Linked DNA regions of Mus musculus: all the other regions are linked to region 2. A link is a contact called in public HiChIP or PLAC-seq and promoter capture Hi-C data. All regions are on one chromosome and are shown on one strand. Each heading gives the region's core, a stretch centred on a gene start, on an enhancer-like site or on the middle of the called end of the contact. The rest is flanking DNA. Distances are from core to core; before and after follow the strand shown. Region 1 holds the start of Vac14 (Vac14 homolog (S. cerevisiae)). Region 2 holds the start of Marveld3 (MARVEL (membrane-associating) domain containing 3). Region 3 overlaps Hydin (HYDIN, axonemal central pair apparatus protein).

What was found. Promoter capture Hi-C pulls out the DNA fragments that hold promoters and counts their contacts. HiChIP or PLAC-seq counts read pairs in DNA pulled down with a chosen protein or histone mark.
Region 1: an H3K4me3 HiChIP or PLAC-seq map of forebrain shows a contact between it and region 2, with 12 times the contacts expected there. The contact joins the promoter of Vac14 here to the promoter of Marveld3 in region 2. A contact is called at or near these places in 8 of 39 promoter capture datasets (the 3T3-L1 cell line, cranial neural crest, embryonic stem cells and 4 more), 7 of 484 Hi-C or Micro-C datasets (B cells, the N1E-115 cell line, Th1 cells and 3 more) and 7 of 115 datasets of contacts at active chromatin or transcription factors (astrocytes, embryonic forebrain, embryonic stem cells and 2 more).
Region 3: a contact with region 2 is called in a promoter capture Hi-C map of embryonic stem cells, with 2.9 times the contacts expected there. The contact joins the enhancer-like site here to the promoter of Marveld3 in region 2. A contact is called at or near these places in 4 of 39 promoter capture datasets (cranial neural crest, embryonic stem cells, hippocampal neurons and 1 more) and 2 of 115 datasets of contacts at active chromatin or transcription factors (embryonic stem cells and stem cell-derived neural progenitor cells).

The regions. Positions count from the first base shown.
Region 1 is chr8:110,615,786-110,620,258 of GRCm38.p6, forward strand. It overlaps Vac14 (Vac14 homolog (S. cerevisiae)), which reads left to right and starts at 2,782. Exons shown (of 19, transcript NM_146216.3): 1 at 2,782-3,208. The coding sequence starts at 3,105.
Region 2 is chr8:109,960,210-109,964,887 of GRCm38.p6, forward strand. Marveld3 (MARVEL (membrane-associating) domain containing 3) reads right to left here and starts at 1,996. Exons shown (of 3, transcript NM_212447.2): 1 at 1,507-1,996. The coding sequence starts at 1,898.
Region 3 is chr8:110,517,808-110,521,898 of GRCm38.p6, forward strand. Hydin (HYDIN, axonemal central pair apparatus protein) reads left to right here. Exons shown (of 87, transcript NM_172916.2): 42 at 1,274-1,494. Among named protein-coding and RNA genes, the nearest start is that of Gm21283, 17 kb to the left of the region's middle. Within about 2 kb of position 2,109, at least 8 of the 459 cell types and tissues checked have an H3K27ac peak or open chromatin away from gene starts, as enhancers often do. A contact at or near this core is called in embryonic stem cells, where this site is marked.

The DNA.
Region 1 (4,473 bases), core at 1,532-4,031, 660 kb after region 2:
GGCAGATGATAAAGATTTTTGGGTGGGGCATCTCAGAGCCCTGGATCTGAGCCCTGTGGTAGCAGAGCTGGCCAGCCCACCAGCTCTCCCTTATCTGCACCAACAGGGCAAACTCCAGCACTGCTCTGGCCAGGCCAACCAATGCCACCATCAGCAGGAGACACGGTCAGCTCTCCTGCTGTCATGCCCTCAGGGCGGGGTCACCTACATGCATGCCTCCAGAACCAGCTCCATTGTGCCCAGTCAAGACACAGGGTCCTTGTGCTGCAGCTCGTGAGGAGCTGGGCTGGCTCTTCCACTCTCTCACCCTTGGGGCTGACTCACCCATGTCTTCAACATCAGGACCAGCTCCACTGTTTTGCCCAGGTACAGTGCAGGGCCCACTCTCACAAGTACTACAACTGGCAAGGGACAGGGCCATCTCACCTGCTCTACTACCACAGGTGATTGAGGAGTTGGGGGGCATCACCCCCACACCCATGCCATGGCAGAGTGATAGGGCCATCTCTCCTGAATTTGCACCCTCGGGCTGGCTTACCCACATCCCTTGACCAGGGCTAGCCCTACTATGCTGCCAAGGTGAGGCAGGGGGTGAAGTACGCTGCAGCTGGCCAGGGATAGGGCCAGGTCACCTGCTCTCATGACCCCAGATGGGCCAGCTCTTCCAGTTGCCAAGGGTGGCAAAGAGGCAAGGTCGGGGGAAGGTATCACGCTCCCTGAGCCACCTCACAGAGGACTGAAACAACTTTGGACACCAAACCAGGATCAAACCAGGATGAATAAGGAACTGCCATCTGTTTTGCCCCCCTGACTAAAAACAACACCAACAAGGTATCTTTCTGCCCATTGCCAAGGGGATGATAATACCACTTTTAAATGGCTAATATTTTAATATGTCTTAAGAAACATTTTAATCTTTCACTTCAGGGCACAAGCAAGGATGAGGTGAAAGTTTAAGATTTCTTTTAAAAGGAAATAGATTCGAGGGACCAGAGAGTTGGTTTAACCTGTAGGGTGTTAGCCACACATGCCCAAAGACCTGTCTTGAAATTCCTTGTACCCACTTAAACACCTGGTCAGGCGGAGCTTGTGGTCTCTAACTGTAGCACTGGGAGGTGAGGGAGGTGGAAACGGGCCAGTTAGGGCTCCCTGGTCAGCCCCCCAGCCAAATCCATGAGTTTCAGGTTCAGTGAAAGATCTCATTACAGAAAAGGTCGGGACTGGGCGTGTAGCTCAGTTAGGTGACTAGCATGCACAAAGCCTCCCACTCTGTCCTCAGCACCACATAAACCCAGTGTGGTAGCCCACGCCTGTCATCCCAGCAATAAGGAAGGTGGAGGCCTGAGGAACCTAACCTTTCAGTTATTATCTTATTAAGGTTTTTACTACTGTGATAAAAACACCAAAACCAAAAGTAACTTGGGGGAGGAAATGGTTCATTTCGCCATATAGCTTATATCGCTGAAGGAATTCAAAGTAAGAACATAGAGGCAGGAGCTGATGCAGAGGCCATGGAGGAATGCTACTTACCGGCTTTCTCCTTAAAGCTTGCTCAGCCTACTTTCTTATAGAATCCAGCAACCTCTGCCTAGTGTGGACCCACCCATGGTGGGCAGGACCCTCTCACATCAATCACTAATTAGGAAAATGCCTTACAGGCTCGCCTACAGCCCAATCTTAATGGAGGCATTTTCTCAATTGAGGCTTCCTCCTCTCAGATGATTCTAGCTTGTATCAAGTTGACATAAAAATTAGCCAGGACTTTTTTTTTTTAATCACTATGCATAGAGTCCAGCCTAGGACACATAAGACCTTGTCTCAATAAGGGTGGAAAAATAAGAGCAAAAGAGGACACCTTGCCCGGCATGGGGGCTCACGCCTTTAATCCCAGCACTTGGGAGGCAGAGACAGGAGGATTTCTGAGTTCAAGGCCAGCCTGGTCTTCCAGGACAGCCGGGGCTACACAGAGAAACCCTGTCTCGAAAAAACAAACAGACAGACAGACAAACAAAAAAAAAAAAAAAAAGAGGACACCTGACCTCGGATCTCCATACATATGTACACACACATCTGAGTAGCACATGTGTATTAAATACAATCTGAGGGTTTGACTCAGTTGGTAGACTTGACCAGACCCGGGGTTCCACGCCCAGCACCACATAAGATCAACTGTAGTGACGCTTGCCTGTAATCCCTGCACTCAGCAGATAAAGGCATGAGAATCGAGATTTCAAGGCTATCCTCAGCTATAGAGAGAGTTTGAGACCCTGTCTCTAAAATAATAATTGGATTAGAGGGGTGGCTCAGCAGACAAAGGCATCTGCCGCCAAACCTGGCGGACTGGAGCTCAATCCTGGGACCCCCACATGGTGAGTGGGTGGGGAGATCCGACTCCCTCCCAAGTTGCCCTATGGCCTCCAAAGGCGCTCGTTGGTGCATGCACACACGCAGAAATAAAATGTAAAATCAGACAGATGGTTAAGATATGGTGAAAATGGTGGAAACGTTGGCATACGCGAAAGTGACTGTTAAGTGACCAAAGAATTAATGCATAAATTAAATTTGAGTTAGGCTCCCTCTATAAACTGTTTCCAGAAGCCCCCCGCTCTGCGCAAAGCTCTGGCAGTGAGCCTGAAACGGCTCCCACCACCTGCTCTTCACTCTCAGCAAAAACCCGCACCGAAGCCAGCAGCAGGTGAAGAGTGGGGTGGATCCCTGACAAGTGTGGCCAATCCGCTGCAGCAAGCACGAGAGGGCGTGGCCTGGGGGGGCGGAACCTTCGGTCGGCGGAAGGCGGAAGTGCTCGCGGCGTCACGTGACCTGAGTAACATGGCCGCGGCCCAGTGAGCGTTGCCGGTTCCTGGCGGGAGCTGGTCGCGTGAGCCGTGGGGCGGACCGGGTCGCGCGTGGGAGAGCAGGGTCGGAGCAGGGGGACCCGAGGCGGCGCGTGGCGGCGGGACGAGGCAGGCGGGCCCTGGGCGGCATAGCCCATGAGCAGGCTCCGGTGTCCGCGCGGAGCCGCACACTCCCCCGGCCCTGGCACGGCCCAGGCAACCTCGGGCTAAGGTGTCTGGAGGCTCCCAGGCGCAGCGCGAGCTGCCACCATGAACCCAGAGAAGGATTTTGCGCCGCTCACTCCCAACATCGTAAGGGCCCTGAATGATAAACTCTACGAAAAGCGGAAGGTTGCAGCGCTGGAGATCGAGAAGTAAGAGCTCCTGGGACCCCGCCCTGGCTTTGCAGCGCCTAGCGGTTCTGCTTGCCCGCGGCGAGGGTTCGGTATTGACCTCTCCGGTTTCAGCTCTTAGCACATTGCTTTAGAGCGGGAAATCCAAGAGCCCTATCTTTGCTAGTCTTAACCTCCTGGTGCTCCCAGATAGCAGTGAAAATGAATTGACTTAAGGTATGTGCAGAACCTAGCGCAGTACCTGACACATTCAGTGTGGCCTCAGTCAAAAGCCAGCTAGATCGGAGAGTGGCCTCTCTGAGGAGGTGGAGAATTTGCTTATGGTGTCCCGCCTTCTCTTTGCAGCTTCTGAAGTGGCCAAGTGTAGAAATAGGTCAAAGCACGTGATCCAATGCTCAGAAGATTGTCAGGCCACCCTCCCTTGCAAGTGAAAATGGGAAGATTTGCCCTTCCCCGCTTCTGCAATAGTATACGTGTGTGTAATAGTGCACTGGTGTTTCCAGGTGTTCGAAATAGGGAATGTTTAATTCGGTAATGTTTTGCTGAGTATGTGAGAGAGCACGTGTTTTTCCCCCAGCCAAATCTTAGTAACAGTCAGTTGAGTAGGTGGTTTCAGAAGAGTAGAAAGCAGCAGCCTGTAAAACTAGAAAAACATTAGGAGTTAAGACATCCAACTTGGTAACAGCGGACCATATGTGTCTATGTAAATTTAAGTTAACCAGAGTAGTGACACAGGCTTGAGATTTGGCACTTGGAAGGCTCGGGCAGAAATACTGTACTCGTTTGAGATTAGCATTGGTCACGGGGCTAGATCCAGTCTCAACAACAACAACAAAGTAATGAATCAGTACAAATTGTAAATTCAGCACGTCAGTTTCACTACCCATAATCTGGGTGTTCAGGAGCCAACCACTACAGCTGCACAGTGCAGACTAGAGAACATTTCAGTCATTGTACAATGGTCACATGGCCAGCCCTAAGCTATGGAGTGGTGCTCACTCATTGACTAGGATAGACTCTTTACTCAAAGTTTTTTAACCTCGGTGCTGTTGATATTTGGGAAGCACAATACTTGGTTGTGATGGGCAGTTCTGTAGCTTGTGTGATTTTTTTTTTTTTTTTTAGTAGTACCTCTGCCCTTTACCCACTAGATGCCAGTAGTACTCCATCAGTTGTGACAACCCAAATTGTCATCAGACTTTGCCAAATGTCCCTTAAAGAATCAAAATCACACTAGTTGAGAACAATTGCTTTGCCCTAGACTAATGGCTTTGGGCTTAGGTAAG
Region 2 (4,678 bases), core at 746-3,245:
CAGGCTCTGCCCAAGATTCAACAAGAGGCTGCATTCTGCTTTGGGGACATAGAAGCCACCCCATCTCTCTTTGGTTTGAAATCTTTAAACCTTTCATCAGCACACAGGAGACTCTGGTACTGTGCACACTTACGACCTAGGCGTACCGAGCCAGCCGCAGTGAGCTGCCCTTCACCACTAAAGAACCCAGGCTTCTGGGGCACAGAGGAAGCGGTTTTTCTACTTGAATCGCCTTCTACTGTCTTCTGTCTTCCTTCCACAGAACTCAGCTCTAGGTCACCTTCCTTGGCATCCTGAGCCTCTGGTGGCTGTTTTCACTGCCAGTCAGTCTCTGAACGCTGACAGTAAGTTACTGCATGCGGGTCCCTGCATTCCCTCCCTCCAATAAATGCTTAGGAGGAGAGCAGACAGAGAGAAGCTGCCCTTTGGCCTCAAACCTTTAAATAAGCCACGAACAATTGCATGTCTTTTATTCACTCTGGGGTGAGGCGGGGTAATGAGGACTCTGGTTTTAAGAGGAAACGCACAAATGTACCTCTTGTTTTTCTACTCCTGTGGTTGCAGTCCAAGATGGGTGCAGCCAGGGAAACAATAGCTAGTGTCAAAGACCGAAAGAGCAGCCCAAATCTGGGCGCAGCTTTCGCGAGGTGAGTTGGCTTTAGATAATGTAACATAAACTCATGATAGCAGCTTTCCCTGATGTGTGGAAGTCTAATGGCAGAGGCTCCAAGTCTAATGGCAGAGGCTGGGGATCATCAGCTAGAAGAGTTGTCTCCAGGGAAAAGAATGCACAGTTTTGACAACCACACACACACACACACACACACACACACACACACACACACACACACACACTTTTTGCCCTCAGGGACACCTATTTTATTCTATTTACCCAGTCCCCAGAGCCTGGTTCCACATCTGTGCAACTGGATGGCGCGCTGAGTCTCTAGGAGGGGGTATGACGACCGGTCCCCTGCTAGTCCTTTCCACCCTCATTCACAAAACCTTCAAAGACACAGGGGAATTTCGGGACCTACAGACCAAGTTCGTCTATTCATGAGGGTGGGGTTTAAACAAACCTACGGTCTGAAACAAGCTGCTGAGAAAGACCTCACTGACTTTGTTACACATCACCGGAGAATGAACGTTTAGGTGGGCTTAGTTTCGTGTTTAAAACGGCGGCTTCTGCTAGCAGTCTGCTGCGCATACATAGCCTTGTCAGGAAGAGCGAGTCCAACTATTAACTCTTCGTTGGGCTAACTTTATTCAGCCCCCCCCCCAACCTGGAAGCTGGACTTTGAAAGGTATAGAGGGAAGGCTAGGGAACAAGACTTAAGAGTCTGTGGCCCTCCGGCTAGCCCCACCTACCTAGCCTTCTAAACCGTTCCAGTTTCAGTCCTGAAACTCTCCTCCTTCCTCTGGTTCTCGGGCTTTCCCACTTTTTCTTTTATGTCATCTCTCCTCCACCCTCGGCGGTCCCTGGTCCCTAGCAGGTGCACCCCTCACCTCTCCAACCCGCGGCGCCCGAGGCCATGCTTCTGCGACAGCTCTGGGGGCCCCCAGGGTGCGGGTCCCGGAGTCGGGGCTGCGTCCCAACTGGGTCCCCAGGGCTCGGGCCGCGCACGGCTTTGACGGGACTTCTCCAAGGCTCTTTGTTCGGATGCGCGATGGCCCGCGTCCCTGTGTCTGTCCTGGCGCTGGTCTCGGTCCGTTCTCTGTTCCCGGCCCGCCCGACGGTCCCCGTTTCCTCTCACGTCACCGTTCCTCTCCCTGTGCCTGTCCCCGCCTCGGTCCCGCGACCGCTCGACGTGGTGGTCTCGGTCCGGGTGCGGGCGCCGGTCCGGGTCTCTTTCTCTAGGACGGGTCCGGGGCTCACGGTGCCCCGAAGTATTTTTCATGGCCGGATTCCTGTCCCCGCCCGGAAACGATCCGAGGGCGACAACCAACCATAAGTTTCCCAGGCAGGTGGCCAAGCTCAAGGACGGGGCGGTACAGCTCACCTGTGCGCACGCGCACTTGCCCTCCAGCGGCCCGGAGAGGGCGCACCTGCCACTGGCCGCCAGGGGGCAGTCGTGGTGCGGCCAGAGGGGATGGGGGTGGGAGTGGGGTGGACGAGGGCTGGAGAGTGGGAGGTGGATTCTTGCTGAAATAGATGTCAGTCCTAGGTTTTATAGGATTATCAAAGGGAAATGGCCCAGGGAGCAGGCAAAAGGATGTGACCAAATCAGCTCAGCCTTCAAAGGCTGTCTCTTGCTAGAGCTATTAGGACGCCAGACCAATCATTTATTTCTTTACTTTCATGGTACTGGGTTTGAATCCCAGGGCCTTGCATGTCTAGGTGAGCATGGTACCACTGAGCTATATTCCCAGCCCCAAACGAAGATCATTAAACCCACTAATACAGTTCCGGGCATGGATTTGAGCTTTTCGATAGAGAGCTCATTAGGGGGAGGAGTTGGTAACTCCATTGATCTAAACTTGGGTGGGGTGACCTCACTCCTAGCAGCTATGACGAGTTCCCCCAAATGAAGCCAGTAGTGGTGATTTCCTGTCGACCAACTTACAAAGCGTCTTGAGTTTGCTTCCCCAGAGCGTACTCATCATCCACCCTTCTTCTCAGCCATCCACCCACACAGTCAGATAGCCACACATCCACCTACCCGCTCAGCCAGCCTCTCACCCACGGGTCCTCTCCCTCCTCAGAGAAGTTACAGCCCAAACTTATAAAACACTTAAAAGAAAAAAGAAAAGAAAAGAACTGTTCTACTCGTTATTAGTAGCCTTTAATTTTGCCAAGAACATTTTTTAAAAACCAGAAAACTGGCTCTGCTAGTGGGGTCAGCAAGTGAGCAGGAGCACGTGACTCAGCAGGTGCGGGAGGTTCGCAGGGAAGTCGTTTTGGACAGAGATAGTGCTCCAGTTTGCGTAAAGACTGGATGGGAACAAGGACACGTGCTAGAAAGACAACGTGAGGCTCTGCTCTGAGTAGAATTGAGGAATCAGGAAGGATGGGCCGAGTTGGAGACTGAAACTGACTCCTGTATCCCCACATATGTGAATCTGGTGACACCTCCTGTGTCTACAGCACTCACCGTGGTGGCTGGACGCTCATGTTCCAGCAGGGCAAAGAGGTGACCCTCTGGTGAGCTCTAAGGAAGGGTCATGGCCGCAGGCAATGCCTTTCCTGAGCTTTGTATAAAGCTCTTGGCATTTCATTTCTTATGGAAGCTGGAAGTATCGCCCTCTGAGGCTCTCATCCATGGAGAATGGGCGTTGGCAAAAGAGCTGTTAACTGTCTTTGGCTCCTCCGTGCAGTTATCTCACTTTGAGAATGTTATAAACTGGCCTCTGGCTACTTCTGCAGAGGCTTTGCTGCCTGGCTCTATGCCAAGTTCTGTCAACGTCACCACCGAGGGTACAAGATGCAGAGCTGGAGCCCCACAAACTCCCAGTGGCTGTCCCTCCTCACCCCGGCATCGGTCCATGGCTCCATCACCATCACGCCGAACACTAATCTCTGAAATCCCTTTCCAGCCCGAAATCAAGAGTAAAACCCGAGCCAGGTATCACCCGTGATCACACCTGCAATTCCAGCCTGTGATCTCCGTGTAAGTTCGACGCTGGAAGGGGTCAGAGTGGGCTACGCTTCATGTTTTTCAAAGTAATGGAGTTCTAAGGAAGTGCCTGCTTGGAGACCCACTCTGACCCCCGCCCCCCCTTTTGATAGGCAAAAATGTAACTAAAAAAAAAAAAACTTTTAAAAAGTAAAACAGACGATCCTAGAATGTGGAGGCTTTCATGAACTGCCAGCTACTCAAAGGAGGAAGAAATAAGAGAGTGGATGGAGGGTCCAATATGCGGCCAGGGGTTTCCTCATTTCTAGCTTATGTTATTTTATTGCCTTTGTCTAATTCCAAATACAGCCCCAGGGCTGGAGAGGTGGCCCTGGGGTTAAGAGAAATGGCCAGCTTTTCCCAGAGGATCCATGTTCAATCTCCTGCATCTGTATGTGGCCCACAGCTGTCTGTGACTCCAGTCCCAGGGGATTTGATACCTCTGTGGGCGCCAGGCACTAATGTGGAGCCCAGACATACACGTGGGCAAGCACGCACATGCACTTGAGAAAAAAATCAAACGAAGTAAACAGCACCTCTGCTTGTTCTTCTGTTCTCTAGGTGCTTCTGGTCAGATGTTTGGGGGAGGGTGAGAAGGAAACACCATTGACATGCTCAAATTGATTTTTTTTTTTTTAAGAAAGAAAAAAAAAAGAAAAGAACATGGAACTTGTGTTCAGAATTTTATTTAACTCAATGATCATTTAGGGAACTAGGCACATGTAACAACAGGTCCTAAAAAAACAAACAAACTATGAAGTCCAGCTATGGTGGCACATGGTTAGTCTCAGCTGTTGGCTAGTCAAATTCATGGCCACATCAAGTTTCAGGCCAGTCAAGGCTATGCAGTGAGAACTTTGTAGAACAGACTCATTTATAGGTCATCGGGGATAGTGAAATGAAGTGAACACACAAAGACCTTTTCCCCTCCAAAAAGGAAAAAAAAAAATCAGTTTTCAAAAGCAACATGTAATTTGCATGTCTATAGACAAGAACCTTTTTTGTTTTGCTTTATATCACTACCAGTTACCTACAATTTGCTGAGTTGTTAAAATAGCCACCAG
Region 3 (4,091 bases), core at 859-3,358, 560 kb after region 2:
GAGGGGAGCAAAGCAGAGATGTTGGGCCTGGTGAGGGGCCTGGTGGAGAGTCTGGTAAGTTAGAAGACTAGCACCCTTCATAACTGCTGTAGAACTCAGCTGTGACTTTTTCCACTAGGGAGTTAGGCGTCCCTAGTCCTCCAGCAGGTGCAGTGTGGCTTTTCTGTACATAGCCCCAAATACTGGGAGAGGGGAGAAGGGAATTGCAGGAAACGATAAGCCAGCGGGGAACTGTAGCTATGAGGGAGCCCTGGAGAGTTATACGCTGAGATGATTGGCAGGAGCATTGAGGCCGAGTCTCCCCGAGACCTAGAGGACCACTGATGTTGCTTGGCTTATGAGACAAAGAATGTGTCCTCCACCCCTGGTCTCCTTCAGGGGTGCCCAGCCCATCTTTGAAGTCAGAATCCCAGGGGGCACAATGAGACAGGGCAAATATGTCAAGCAAGGGGGCCATAAGACGACTCTGAGGCTCAGGGCTGGCACAAAGGCACTCTAGCAAGTGCTTATCTAAGTAGATTTTAACTGAAATTTTAGAAAGTGGGTTATTTCAAGAGGGAGCTGAGAAGGTAGCAGTCTGCTTGGAAGGAGAATCAGGAACAAAACGGAGAAAATAACTGCATGAGTGAAGGTCCCATTTGCTAATAACCACATACTTCTTGTTTAATTCATTCTTCATTAGAGTTGGTTCTGCTGAGGGCAGAAAAAACTCTGCCCTATCTGCTCCTCGACCTTACCACTGCCCAAAAGCTCAGAAGGTTAAGGGTCAGATTGTCAAGGCAAGGCCTTAGTGCACACGCAACTTAAGAAACCCTTGGCTTCTGGGCCAAGAAAGAAAATGGGCACAGACGGTTATAAGAGCTATAGAAAAGATGGGCAATATGGTAGTTTGAATGAGAAATGACCTAACACACACACACACACACACACACACACACACACACACAGCTCAAATATTTGAATATTTGGTCCCAGTTGGTAGGGACCAAAATAAAAACTAAAAGTCTATAAAATTGCCTTTGGTCATAGTATTTTATCACAACTATTAAAAATTAAAAGTAACTGATGCAGGCACAAAAGAGCTCAGGACCCCAGGGGAGCCATCCTCTGATACTCAGTGGGTGGAGCCTCTTCTTCCCGCCCAGGTCAGTCAGCTGTATATGAAGATTGCTCAGTATTCTGTAAGAGAGTAACATAGGCTGCAGTGTATTGTCCCCCACTGTCCTTTCCTTCATATGGTGACTTTTACTGAAACCCCACCTTCTTCCAGCAGCTCATGAGTCTTCAATGACCCAAAATACTGTGGTACCAGCACGACTAAGCACTGAGAACTTGGGCAGGTTTACCTCAGAGCTCACTCTAATAACCCAGGAATACAAAGTTCCGAAGACCGTGCGCGGGAGTGTGATGCTCCCCAAAGGCAAGGCGGACAGCCACTTTACTGGGTCTCAGAAGCAGCATCACCAGCACCAATCCGAAACACCGCAGGTACAGGTACGCAGGGATCCCTGGAAAGAGGGTTGGGAATCCTTCCTCCCCCTTCACAGCATCCTGCGGCCAGGCCAGCACCCCGTGGCTGCCCTACACCACTCCTTCAGAAACTAGTACACAGCCACCTGGTACCCAGTAAGCACTATTCTATTACTGGCACCGCACTGGATCCCAGAGGGATGACAGTGACAAAAGGAAGGTCTCCCACTCAAGCCGCAGTAGTGGCGAGTCGACGAGGAAGCCGATCATGCTCACAAATTGCCTGGAGCAAAACGGTGACAGGAGATAGCCACAAGAGAAATTCGGTTGAACCTTTTAGAATCTCATAATAATAATAATAATAATCTCCTATGACTCAAACAGTACAAGAGGAACATAAAGGATTGTCCTATTAAAATAAGTGGTGCTGGGCTGTAGGGAAAGTCGGTGTAGGTCATAAAGAAGTCATTTGGCCCCAGCCACATGCTGGGGAATGTAAACTGCCATCTTGGCAAAAACGCCGTGCTAAAGGCAGAGACATCCAATGAAATCAAGGAATGAGCAGTGGGTAGAGAGTGAGGGCCAGTGAGTATCAGCCCTTGAGATGTGAGCGGAAGGGCTGGAAGGACTTGCCAGGGACCACGCCCAAGGTCAAGTGTGTGGTCACTGGGAGAGAAACAAAGGCAAAAGTAGGAAGCAGGCCTGAAATGAATGCAGCCCCAGGGGACTTGTCACCCATGGTAACGTCTATGTTCCCAAGCCACGTGTTCTGCTCAGAATAGACCATATTATCGTCTTCTTAAAGAGCAGGAAGCATGGGTGGATGGTACTCTTGCAAAATGTAAGGTCCACACAGGAAGAGATGAGATCCCAAGAGAAAAGGAAAAGGGTTGATCAGTTAAAAGATAACTCCCTCTGGGATCCATAAAGGTTCAAAAGAAGAAAAAGATACAGCTAAGGATAGGAGATGTGAGATGGAGGGTGGAAGTTGGGGAAATCTTACCCTATCACTCTTGTATGTATGTGTATAGGAGGTATGGTCTTTTATAGGAGGCAGTGAGGAGTTTGGGGTTAGAGGCTGCCTTCCCTACAGGGGACTGGTAGAACACAAATATCTCCACTGTCACAACGGGACCCGAAACTGGTGCTGCATAAAGAGAGAGTTGAGAATGCCGACGGCCCAACTAAGACTAGAACCTCAAGTTCACAGTTTTACTAGTTCCCCCAAGTGGCCCCTGGCAGGCCTCATTCAGAGACAGAGAAACAAGAAGTTGTCGTTGGAGCAGAGGAAGGGTATGCTCAGAACTAGGTACAAGGCAGTTCAGGTGGCGTCAGTAAGAGGAGGCCAGCCAAAGTAAAGAAAGAATTAGAGGACATGGAGGGGGAACGGGAAGATCTGAGGGTCTTCAGACCCTCAGTCTTGGAATCACGCTGCCTAGGCACCAGGTGTTTCATAGTAGGTATCTAAGGTGGACAGAGATAGCTGAAGATCCTTATAGAGAGGAGATACAACAGGCTCATAGAACTTCATAAAAAGAAAGCCGAGCATTAAATTAGGAATGCAGGTTAAGTAAAGATTTAGCTCCTAACAGGAATGGAGACCAGAATATAGATGGGACAGGTGAATGGAGCAATGTCCGCCCTGGAGAAGACACCTACAGGTGGACGGAGCATCTCAGGGGCTAAACTGGTGCCCAACAAGGTCTTTTATCTGCACCTCCCCTATAAGTGCGTTTTGTGTTCATAGTACCTTGTGAGCTGGAGCCCCTGGCTCGTTTTCTTTGGGAGCCCCAGCCTTTAACCCTCTTCCCTGAGAGCTATGACATTCTTTACACCGATGCTCGTATTTGTTAAAAATAGGGCATCATGGTAAGTTTTGCTTGTTTTCCTTCTATCAATCTAGAAGTAAAGACTTTTAGAATGTTTTGGGGACAGCAGAAAATCCCAGTTCTGACTCTAGCTCTCTCTCTCTCTCTCTCTCTCTCTCTCTCTCTCTCTCTCTCTCTCAGTAAACAGTAACCCTAAAAGAAGTCAGAGTAGAAATCAGAACCTGTATACCACATGTATACATGTGCACGAGCTCACACAAAAGCACACACAACCCTGCACTGCTCAACATGACAAGACCCAAATGAATTGGAGACAGATTCTGAGCTGATCACTCTACCCATCTATACATGTGCACTGGTTCCCATCCCTCTCCCTCTTATTCAATTCAGGGGTTAAATCCATGGTCCTTGCCCTCCTTTTTTTTTTTTTTTTTTTTTTTTTTGGTTTTTTGGTTTTTTGGGTTTTTGGTTTTTCCAGACAGGGTTTCTCTGTATAGCCCTGGCTGTCTTGGACCTCACTTTGTAGACCAGGCTGGCCTCAAACTCAAAAATCCACCTGCCTCTGCCTCCCGAGTGCTGGGATTAAAGGCGTGCACCACCATGCCCCCTCCAGCTCCTAACTCACTCTTCAGATCCCCTTCTCTGTTTCCTCCAAGGACCACTTCCTCTGTCTCAGTCGCCCCTGATCTCCTTCACCAGTCCCATCCAGACATCCACCTGCCTTCCAATATTCCACCACCACCATTGCTTACCAGATTCCATACACGCTGAACTCCCGTGTGCTCCCAAATC